Regions from separate parts of the Mus musculus genome. Here region 1 is linked to region 2. The links are chromatin contacts, called in public HiChIP or PLAC-seq maps. All regions are on one chromosome and are shown on one strand. The core of a region is the stretch at or near the end of the contact, and the rest is flanking DNA. Distances in the headings are between cores, read along the strand shown.

Region 1 (4,467 bases), core at 1,057-3,556, 63 kb before region 2:
GGGACATGCCAGCAGAATGCTGTATATATAATAAATAAATCTAAAAAAAAAATTACCAAGTACTGATATGTACAACATGAATGAAGCTCAAGTACATTATGGTAGGTGAAAGAAATCAGAAAAAAAAAAGAAACCCACACGATATGATTACATTTTTATGATATTGTTCAGAATGCAGGAATGCACTGAAAACAAGTGACGTAAATCTTGCACTTCAGGAGAAAGAAAAGCACCCATGTTTGTCTCTGTCATCGGACAGATCAACTGTGCTCATTCATTCATTGTGGTTCCTCCTGCACAGCGAGCCAAGCAGCGCGATTTGTACTTAGCCAGTATTCAACAAATGCGTACTGCTACACAACCATGCCATCAGAAGTAGCTCTGGTCAAACCCAGTATGTCACAAAGCAGCCCTCCACCCCAAATGATATAGAAGTAGGAGTGGAGAGGTGGTAGGAGGAGAGGGGGTGCAGGGTGGAAAAACGAGGCTGAGCCACTGGGCTCTTAAAGAGGATGCCCCATTCTCTCCGTAGCTCTTTCTTTTGGAAAGGAGAATTACACGGTCATGGAGCCAAGAGGATATCCTTACCTAAAACCTTACTTCCCTCTTCTAGTCAAGTCTACGGAAACCACTGCCCAGATGATACCAGGATCTGCACAAGCCTTCCCTAGTTCCTCCTAGAGGGGAACCAGATGCTAACATGAGCACAGATAGACCTAACTGTTGCCTACAGCATAGCTGTCTGCAGAGATATTCGACAGATTTTGAGTGTGGCTTGCAGTATCCACACATTCCCCCCTTTCATCAATGTAGGGGGAGCAAGAAATCAGAAGAGAAGTGGGGAAGGTCTGGGAGTCATTTTTCTCTGTACTACTACATAGTCCAGCTGTGTTTGTGGGTGTTTCAAGGAGCCTTAGAATTCTAAAAGTCAGCCTGGCTTTCTGTTACTGTGAGAATGTGTGTCAATCAAGGAACTAGAACATATTTCACAGTTTGTTACTTGTTATACAATTTTCAAATAGTTAAACATAGAGTCTATAGGTCTGGTGTGTACTTTACTTCGGGCCTGCAAGTGTTAGGGGCAGGCCCGAAGCAGGGAATAGAGAAAAGTAGGCGACCCGATTTCACAGACACACCGAGCAAGCTTATAAATTTCCTTTCAAGGAGCAGCTTGCAGAGCTTCCACCAGAGACTCTGGGTTTTCTCACATGCTGTCCGCACGCTGCTCCCACCCTTTCACCAAGCTGCTGCTTGGGAACCTCCATTGTAAAAAGCACGGCTTTCTCTTTTCCTCCTCTTCTTCATCTCTCTATTCTTGGAAGCTACTGAGATTCACAGTTTGCCCTGTTGTCTTTTTTTTTTTCTTTCAAGCTGGCAGTAAAATCGCCCTCCAGTTTCAATCTGCAACTATTTCTTTTTTTTTTTTTTTTTTTTTTTTTTTTTTTTTACTAGCCCACAATAGGGAGCCTTGCTGTCCGCAGTAACAAGTTAGAGCATTAGGAAAGCCTGCCAGCTGAGGGAGGACCATGTATTGTGCATTATTGTACAGTTAATGTGGCCCAGGTCCCTGCAGGGATCAGTGAGCGTAGCTCAGCTGGCTAGAGAGGCGTCACTGAGGGGTCCTGGCCCACAAGCTTTCAGAGAAGCCTAGGAACTCACATGTTACCCCATCCTTAGAAAAGCACCTCTGGGGCATCCCCTAAGAAGGTTGGGTGACGAGACTGAGGCTGTGTTTCAGCAGGATATTCCCACCCAAGCCATCAGAGTCATTGCTGGAATAATATCATAAAGGGGTAGGGTAAACAGAAAGACAGGGGAGAGGTAATGAGGCGAGGAAGGAGGGAGAAGCGGTGAAAAGAAGAAAATTACTAAGTGGGGCTCCATCTTCAAACGCCACAGAACCAACGATCAGCGGTGCAATGTCACTGATCTCCCTTGCCTGTGCTTTGCTGGTGTGGAGCTTGTAGGATTTCCTCAGGAATCATTTGGTTTTTCAATAATCCTAATAGAAAATTCTCCCACTTTACTCCCACTCTTCTGCTAGAAACACACCCCAGGAACTGACTTAGCTCTGTTGCCTGCATCATAAGGCCTGACACTGGGAAAGGATGCGGCCTGCAGCCTGAGAAGACCATTTAGCATTCCTGATGGGGTTCATGGGTACCTGGGGACACCTGGACGCCTGAGGCAGGGGAATGACCCACTCAGTGCCTCTACCTGGAAACCAAGACGGGAGAAGGCCACGACCTTGTGAAACTCAGCTCTACTCACAAGTCTTGTGGCTTGGCGTCGCCTTAGTAACTACCACTTCCGGTACTAACCGGAACTCCAAAAGCCGCGTTTCCGAAGGTGTGCCCACCCCCGTGTGGGCGGAGAGACGAAGTCCCACCCACCTGGCAACTAATCTGTTCCCGCTGTCCCCCGGGACCGGCGACGTCCCAGGGGACCCACGAGGGAGCGGGCGCAACGCGTGGCTGTGGGTGGGAGCCATGGACGCCTTCATCCGAGTCGCCAACCAAAGCCAGGGCCGGGACCGACTTTTCAGGTGAGTCAGGTGCTGTCGGCCTCCGCCCCCGTCCCTTCAGGACCCAGGGTTTCTTCTCGGAGAAAGAGGTCACAGCCCGGTAAATCGAGGCACGAGGCCGCGGCCAGCTCCCACTGAGGAGTTGCGAGCCGAGCCCCTCCTCCCTGTGAACCCGGAGGGACTGTGCGTGTCAGCCACCTCGGTGTCTCGGGAGGTGACAGCGGCCCATGAGTGCGATCTCCTAACTTTCCCCAGGAGAGGGAAAGTTCCCAGCCGCTCGACATCTTTCCTAGAGATTTCTTTTCCAGAGAAACTTGGAGCTTCTTTTGTAGCTAAGGAAACAGAACACCTGTAGTTTGGAGCGCTCGTGAAGTCGTAACTCACGGAAAGACAGATTTATCTTCTTTATCTTCATTTTGGTCCAGTCTGCGCCTTGGAGATATCAAGCTGTTAAAAAGCTGCTTTGTAAACTGTAAACTGTACAGCGGACAAAGTGTTTGAACAATACCTCCCAAGTACATAGTGTACTTTCGAAATCACCAATGCGTGTTTAAAACTAATCCTACTTCATTTTTTTTTAAAAGAGAAATTTGAATGCCCCTCGGTGATCATTTAAAAGAAAAGGAAAAGGGGTATGTGTGAAACATAGGAGTTTAATTTAACAACACTTCTTTTCCAGATGTTTAAGTGGTCAACCTCTAAAATTAACTAAGCATACAAGTAAGAAAAGTCCTAATGGTGAGACTTGACTGTACAGAGCCTCCATTGCAGCCCTGAGATACTTTAATATTCTAATTTCACATATAGGGAAACTGAACCAGGAGGCTAGGAAAAACTAATGTGGCCGAGCCAAAAGATGCAGGTCCACATAGTTGACTCCAGCACCAGCCCACCTCTTCACTTAGGCCATGCTGCCTTTCTGTTTAACTTGATAGAGTCTCAGAATGGCTGAGGATTAGCCATGGTTCATTAGAGGTCAACACATATATCATTTCAGTGGTCCCAGAATGTACCCTACACTGTCTTTAATTTAGGATATATGTATTCAGCAAAATTTTATTTCCCAATCTTTCTAAGGAACTATATAACCATGAACAAACAAACCAACTAGCATTCCTAAAATAATGCCCTGTTTTCAGCCACTATTGAACCAAACCTGAGAGAGGAAGCTGTATAACATAAGCAGTGTGAGCCTCTGGTCAGAGAGTGAATTCTATCTCCTGCTCTCACTCTGGCCCTCCTTTTTACTTTATTTAAAACAAACAAACAAGCCGGGCGTGGTGGCGCACGTCTTTAATCCCAGCACCCGGGAGGCAGAGGTAGGCAGATTTCTGAGTTCGAGGCCAGCCTGGTCTACAAAGTGAGTTCCAGGACAGCCAGGGCTATACAGAGAAACCCTGTCTCGAAAAACCCACCAACCAACCAAACAAACAAACAAACAAATAAAAACCAACTCATCATTGTAAAAAATGTACCACTTTGGGGAGAATTTTATTTATTTTGAGAAAGTCTTACTATGTGGCCCAGACTGCTCCCATAATTCTCTTCTCTCCATCTTCTGGGTGCTGGAGTTGTAAACAGGAGCCACCAGCTCTGTGCCGCAGTTTTACTGAGAATAATATTTAAATTGTGCAGGGATGCCAATGCAGTTTGCAGTTCTAAGAGAGTAGGGGCCAGCGCCTACTGATCTTTGTTTGTTTGAACAGGGTCTCACTATATAGCCCTGGCTGACCCAGAATTCTCTATGTAGACCAGGCTGGCCCTGACCTCAACAGAGATCTGCCTTCCTCTGCCTCCTGAGTGCTGGGAACTAAGGTGAGAGCCACCACACCCGACCTGGCACCTGCTTTTGTTAAGTTGGCTGCAGATGCATTTGGATGTCTGTGACTCTAGTTGACTTATTATATTCATCACCATGTCATTGTCATCATAGCTGGCGTGAT
Region 2 (4,665 bases), core at 1,070-3,569:
TCTTATCTCAGGAGTTCCTAGTTCTTAGACAACCCTTATAGACAGTAAAGAGTTTTATAAACCAAAGTAAATACCACATATTCCTGGAGGAAAAACTATACAGTGAATGATGCAACTTGGAGGGAACTCCAGAGAGTTTTGCTTGATTCTGATCTAAGGGCAACTGCCAACTTAGTACATGAGATGGGCAAAGGCAAGCCTGTCTTCACACTTGCCACCCTGAACTTAACCACAGTGCAGGTGATTGCTCCGAAGCCTCACCCCTTACCTTCTCTTCTTGGCTGATCTGGTCCGAAGCTCCTCCAGCTGCTCAGACTCAGTAATGGCCGACACTGATCTGTGAGTACTTGATGAGGGAGGTGGTGACATGCTCTCTTGAGACATAGAATCATCACTGAAAAACCCTGTAGGAAGGACTCCAGCCAGCTTCTGAGGAATTTTTAACCCCAGGCTGTGGTAGAGTTGTCCAATTGTCCCGGGGATGGAGCCAATATACCTGTGGAATGAATATATTGGTTAGACATAGAACTGAAGTTACCAGCATGAAAAAATACCCTTTTAACCTTATAATTCTAAGATAACACCATGTGTAGTGGTTGTTAAAAAAAAACAAAAACAAACAACAGCAACAACAACAAAATTTTTTTAAACTGAGCCAGTACTCATTGAACTTACAATCTCAAGATCTCCTCCAGAAACTCTGACAGGTACGCTGAGTCCTTAGTGAGACACACCAGACGCAGCAAATCTGTCACCTGAAAGAGATTGCAAAAAGTTGCCACAGGCTCTGCTGGGAAGCTGAGAGAATGAGAGCATGCTCGGGGTGGCAGCCATGGCTTACCTCCTCCACTATGCGCTCCACCTCATCTGGGCGGTCCAGGACTGAGGGGCACTGCTCACACATCTCCAGACGAAGAAATACCTGAAGCTGGCACCTGGAGGAAACAAAGTACCAGGTCACATCTCCTTTGCATGCTATTTAGTGAAACTCTTTCTTAGAGCAAAGAGCTATTGATTCATGTAGAAACAATGCCCAAGAACTGGAAATGTAGCTCAGGGCTAAAGCATATGCCTCACATATAGAAAGCCCTGGATTCAATCTCCAGTACTGAAAAAGAGAGGGAAAAAAATAAAAAATAAGCCGGGAAGTGGTGGCACACGCCTTTAATCCCAGCCCTCGGGAGGCAGAGGCAGGCGGATTTCTGAGTTTGAGGCCAGTCTGGTCTACAGAGTGAGTTCCAGGACAGCCAGGGCTATACAGAGAAACCCTGTCTTGAAAAACCAAAAGAAAGAAAGAAAGAAAGAAAGAAAGAAAGAAAGAAAGAAAGAAAGCAAGCAAGCAGGGCACAGGTAGGGGGAATGGGGATGCAGCTCAGTTGGTAAAGTGCTTGCCTAGAATGCCTGAGGCCCGCCAGCCCTGCTTTTAATTCCCACAACTAGATAAACTGGGAATGGTGAAAACACATCTAAATCTCAATATTTATGAGGTGGGAGTAGGAGATGGAATTCAAGGCCAGACTCAGTTAGAGAGCAAGTTTGAGGCCAGCTGGGCCCCATAATATAGTCTTTCTTAAAAAAAAAAAAAAAGGGAAGGAATCCAGGGTTTTCTCTAAAGACTGGTGCGAGTCTTAAGAAATCAGGCGAGTCCAACTGCCCCTCAGAACATCATAAAGATCATGACAAAGATAACCTCAGACCTGTTTTAGAGTCCGGGTGAAAATAAAGTGGTTTCTTACTCTCCGACTTTGTCCTCTGTATCCATCTTTCCGGCTAGGTTCTGTCTAAGGGTCTTGCTGGTTTTTAAGAGGTTACTGTTCACATGACTCAGGCAGGCCACCTGCAATACAAAGTAATTATGAAGGAGAAAACTGTTGCCTACCTTTCCCTTTGATATCTTAAAGAGAATGTGGTCCTTTTTTTTTTTTTTTAATAGATACAGCAAGCTTTTAGATTTGAACTGTTAAAGGAAAGTTCCTTGGGCTGTACAGATGGCTCAATGGCTAGGGTTGAGAGCAGATCTTGCTCTTGCAGAGGATTGCTAGTGGGCATCAATGTTAGCCGGTTCACAACCACTTGTAATTCTAGCTCTTGAGGATCAGATACGCTCTCTGCAGTCTGCAAGTACTTCTCATGCACGTGTGCATGCATACATACATATATACATACACACACCACAAAGAAAGATCTTTTTTTTCCTTGAGACAGTCTCTCTCTCCCTCCCTCCCTCTCTCCCTCCCCCAGTCTCTCCCCCCCACCCCCCATCCTGGATGTCCTGGAACTTAACATGTAGACCAGGATGGCCTTGAACTCACAAAGACACGCCCCTCCCTCACCTCTGCCTCCAAGTGCAGGAATTAAAGGAGTATGCCACCACACCCTGCTACATACACTTACTTTTAAAAGAGAAGGTCCACACAAAGCTGTGATAATTGTAAACAGCTCTCCCACTATAGAGAAAGAGCCCTGCTTTTGCCATTAAATATGAATAAAGGCAATAAGGTATTCTAAAACTGTGGTTTTCAATAAGTTAGAGTTATGCAGGACATTTTTAAAACAAATATATGCCCAACTTCCAAAACAAAGAGACCTAGAGTTAGTCTGTCAGTATGGAAGGACCAGACACTAGCATTCGAAACAAAACAACAGGGGGCTGGAAAGATGGTTCAGTAGTTAAAAGCACTGACTATTCTTCCAGAGGCCGGAGTTCAATTCCCAGCAAAAACATGGTGGCTTACAACCATCTGTAATGGTATCCAATGCCCTCTTCCCATGTGTCTGAAGACAGCTACAGTGTACTCTTATAAAATAAAATAAATAAATCTTTTAAAAAACAAAACAGCAACAAGAAAAACCAACAGGGCTGGTGAGATGGCTCGGCAATTAAGAGCACTGTCTGCTCTTCCAGAAGACCCAGGTTTGATTCCCAGCACCCACATGGTAGTTAACAAATGTCTGTAACTCCAGTTCCAGGGAATTCAGTGCATATAATATGCAGACATAAATGCAGACAAAATACTTATATACACAAAAAATAAACAAACATAAATAATAAACAAAATCAACAACAACAAAGTCATTCTGAAGAGCAGCTAGGGTTAAAACCGCTAGTTTAATTCATATAAACACACAACACCAATTAGAGCAGTGTCATTGGACAGAAGTCCACTTGAATGTCTGGCTTCTGGTTTATCAGGTTCATATTCCAGAACCTGGAATTGTACCAATCCTCTACTCAGCACTTTTCTTTTTTTAACTATTCACATATCTTTATTTTATTTTACATGTATAGGTGTTTTGACTGCATGTACATCTGTGTACCTTTTGCATGCAGTGCCCAAAGAGGGCAGAAGAGGGCATCAGATTGCTTGAAACTGGTTACTAAAGATTTTGAGCCACCATGTAGCTGGGAGTTGATCCTGGGTCCTCTGGAAAGCAGTGCTTTTACAATGAGCCATCTCTCCAGCCTAGTCATCATTTTTCAATCATGTGCAGTGTACTGGAAATTCTTTAAGGATGTGCACTAAACCCACCAACCATCAAACACTACATTTATGGCAGTATTATCTAGACTTTCTTACTTCTAATTCCTTGATGTCCTTTGATTTTAGGAACATTTTAATGGTTGAGACCATATTTTGTGCACATGAATACAATGTGATTTCTTCCGTAGCCACAGCCTTTTGGTAGTTGTCATGTATGTAAGCCAGAAGCTCCTCCTCGGTTTTAAATTCTGTGGGGGTGAAAAAGAACATGTGGTTATCATATTCAGATCAACTCCATGTATCCTGTAAGGGGACAGAGACTTTTGTCTTCCAGGAGAAATCTATGTCTGGATGGCCGTGACTGACCCTAGAGCTTTCTAGCATGTAGTGTGTACATGTCAGGGATGACGTGAAATGTTCCACAGTGCCTAGCAGTAGACTGACTTTTAACAAAGAACAAAGGTGTGTGATACAATGAATAAAAGATGGACAAACAAACAAAACAGATCATGTGCTAGGATGACTGAACACCCAGATGGGAATGTTAGGTTCAGACACAGCCTGTATGCTCCAGAGGAATCCAAGTGAGTCAGTCACAGTATGAGAAGAAAAGGTCTCGGACTGCTACAAGATAACAAAGACACCTGGGTGATCTGGAGAAAGGGATAGGTGGGCAAGGCAGGACTCAGCCACATAGTAGGCTTGAGATTAGCCTGGGCTACACATGATTTTTTTATAAAACCCAAACATCCAACCAACTAAAAATAAAATAAATACTAATGTTCTACCAACATACTGACAAGAGTGTAAAAGGTAAACCATAGATTTATAGAAAATATTTACAAAGGACATCAGATAAAGGCCCATTATCCAAAATATACAGAGCCCCTTTAAACTTAGTAACAGGCTAGTAAGGGATCCACAGCTGAGGATAATCCACAGCTGGGGATAATCCACAGCTGTGCCAAGCCTAATGACCTGAGTTTGATCTCTAGGACCCACAAGGTGGACAGAGAGGATGAGCTCCCATGAGCTGTCCTCTGACCTCCATGTGACCTTCCATAACATGCACATGCATACATGAGCATATAAATACAAATTAAAATATTGTAAAAAAATATTTAAAACTCAACAATATGGCTCTGTTAAGCTATGGGGACCTGAGCTTCCAGCACCAGCATTT

Evidence for each region. HiChIP or PLAC-seq counts read pairs in DNA pulled down with a chosen protein or histone mark.
Region 1: a contact with region 2 is called in an H3K27ac HiChIP or PLAC-seq map of embryonic stem cells, with 6 read pairs. The contact joins the promoter of Wdr93 here to the enhancer-like site in region 2. A contact is called at or near these places in 9 of 39 promoter capture datasets (the HPC-7 cell line, HPC-7-derived erythroid cells, cranial neural crest and 6 more), 12 of 484 Hi-C or Micro-C datasets (the C2C12 cell line, CD8 T cells, cardiomyocytes and 7 more), 13 of 115 datasets of contacts at active chromatin or transcription factors (the 230-238 cell line, the SCID.adh cell line, bone marrow-derived macrophages and 7 more) and 3 of 9 other capture datasets (adipose tissue, liver and pancreatic islet).

Annotation. Positions count from the first base shown.
Region 1 is chr7:79,740,988-79,745,454 of GRCm38.p6, reverse strand. Wdr93 (WD repeat domain 93) reads right to left here and starts at 2,306. Exons shown (of 18, transcript NM_001381990.1): 1 at 2,218-2,306. Pex11a (peroxisomal biogenesis factor 11 alpha) reads left to right here and starts at 2,324. Exons shown (of 3, transcript NM_011068.2): 1 at 2,324-2,545. The coding sequence starts at 2,490.
Region 2 is chr7:79,678,080-79,682,744 of GRCm38.p6, reverse strand. Ticrr (TOPBP1-interacting checkpoint and replication regulator) reads right to left here. Exons shown (of 22, transcript NM_029835.1): 8 at 3,579-3,730; 9 at 1,737-1,837; 10 at 842-935; 11 at 676-755; 12 at 269-496. Among named protein-coding and RNA genes, the nearest start is that of Ticrr, 20 kb to the right of the region's middle. Within about 2 kb of position 2,319, at least 3 of the 459 cell types and tissues checked have an H3K27ac peak or open chromatin away from gene starts, as enhancers often do. A contact at or near this core is called in embryonic stem cells, where this site is marked.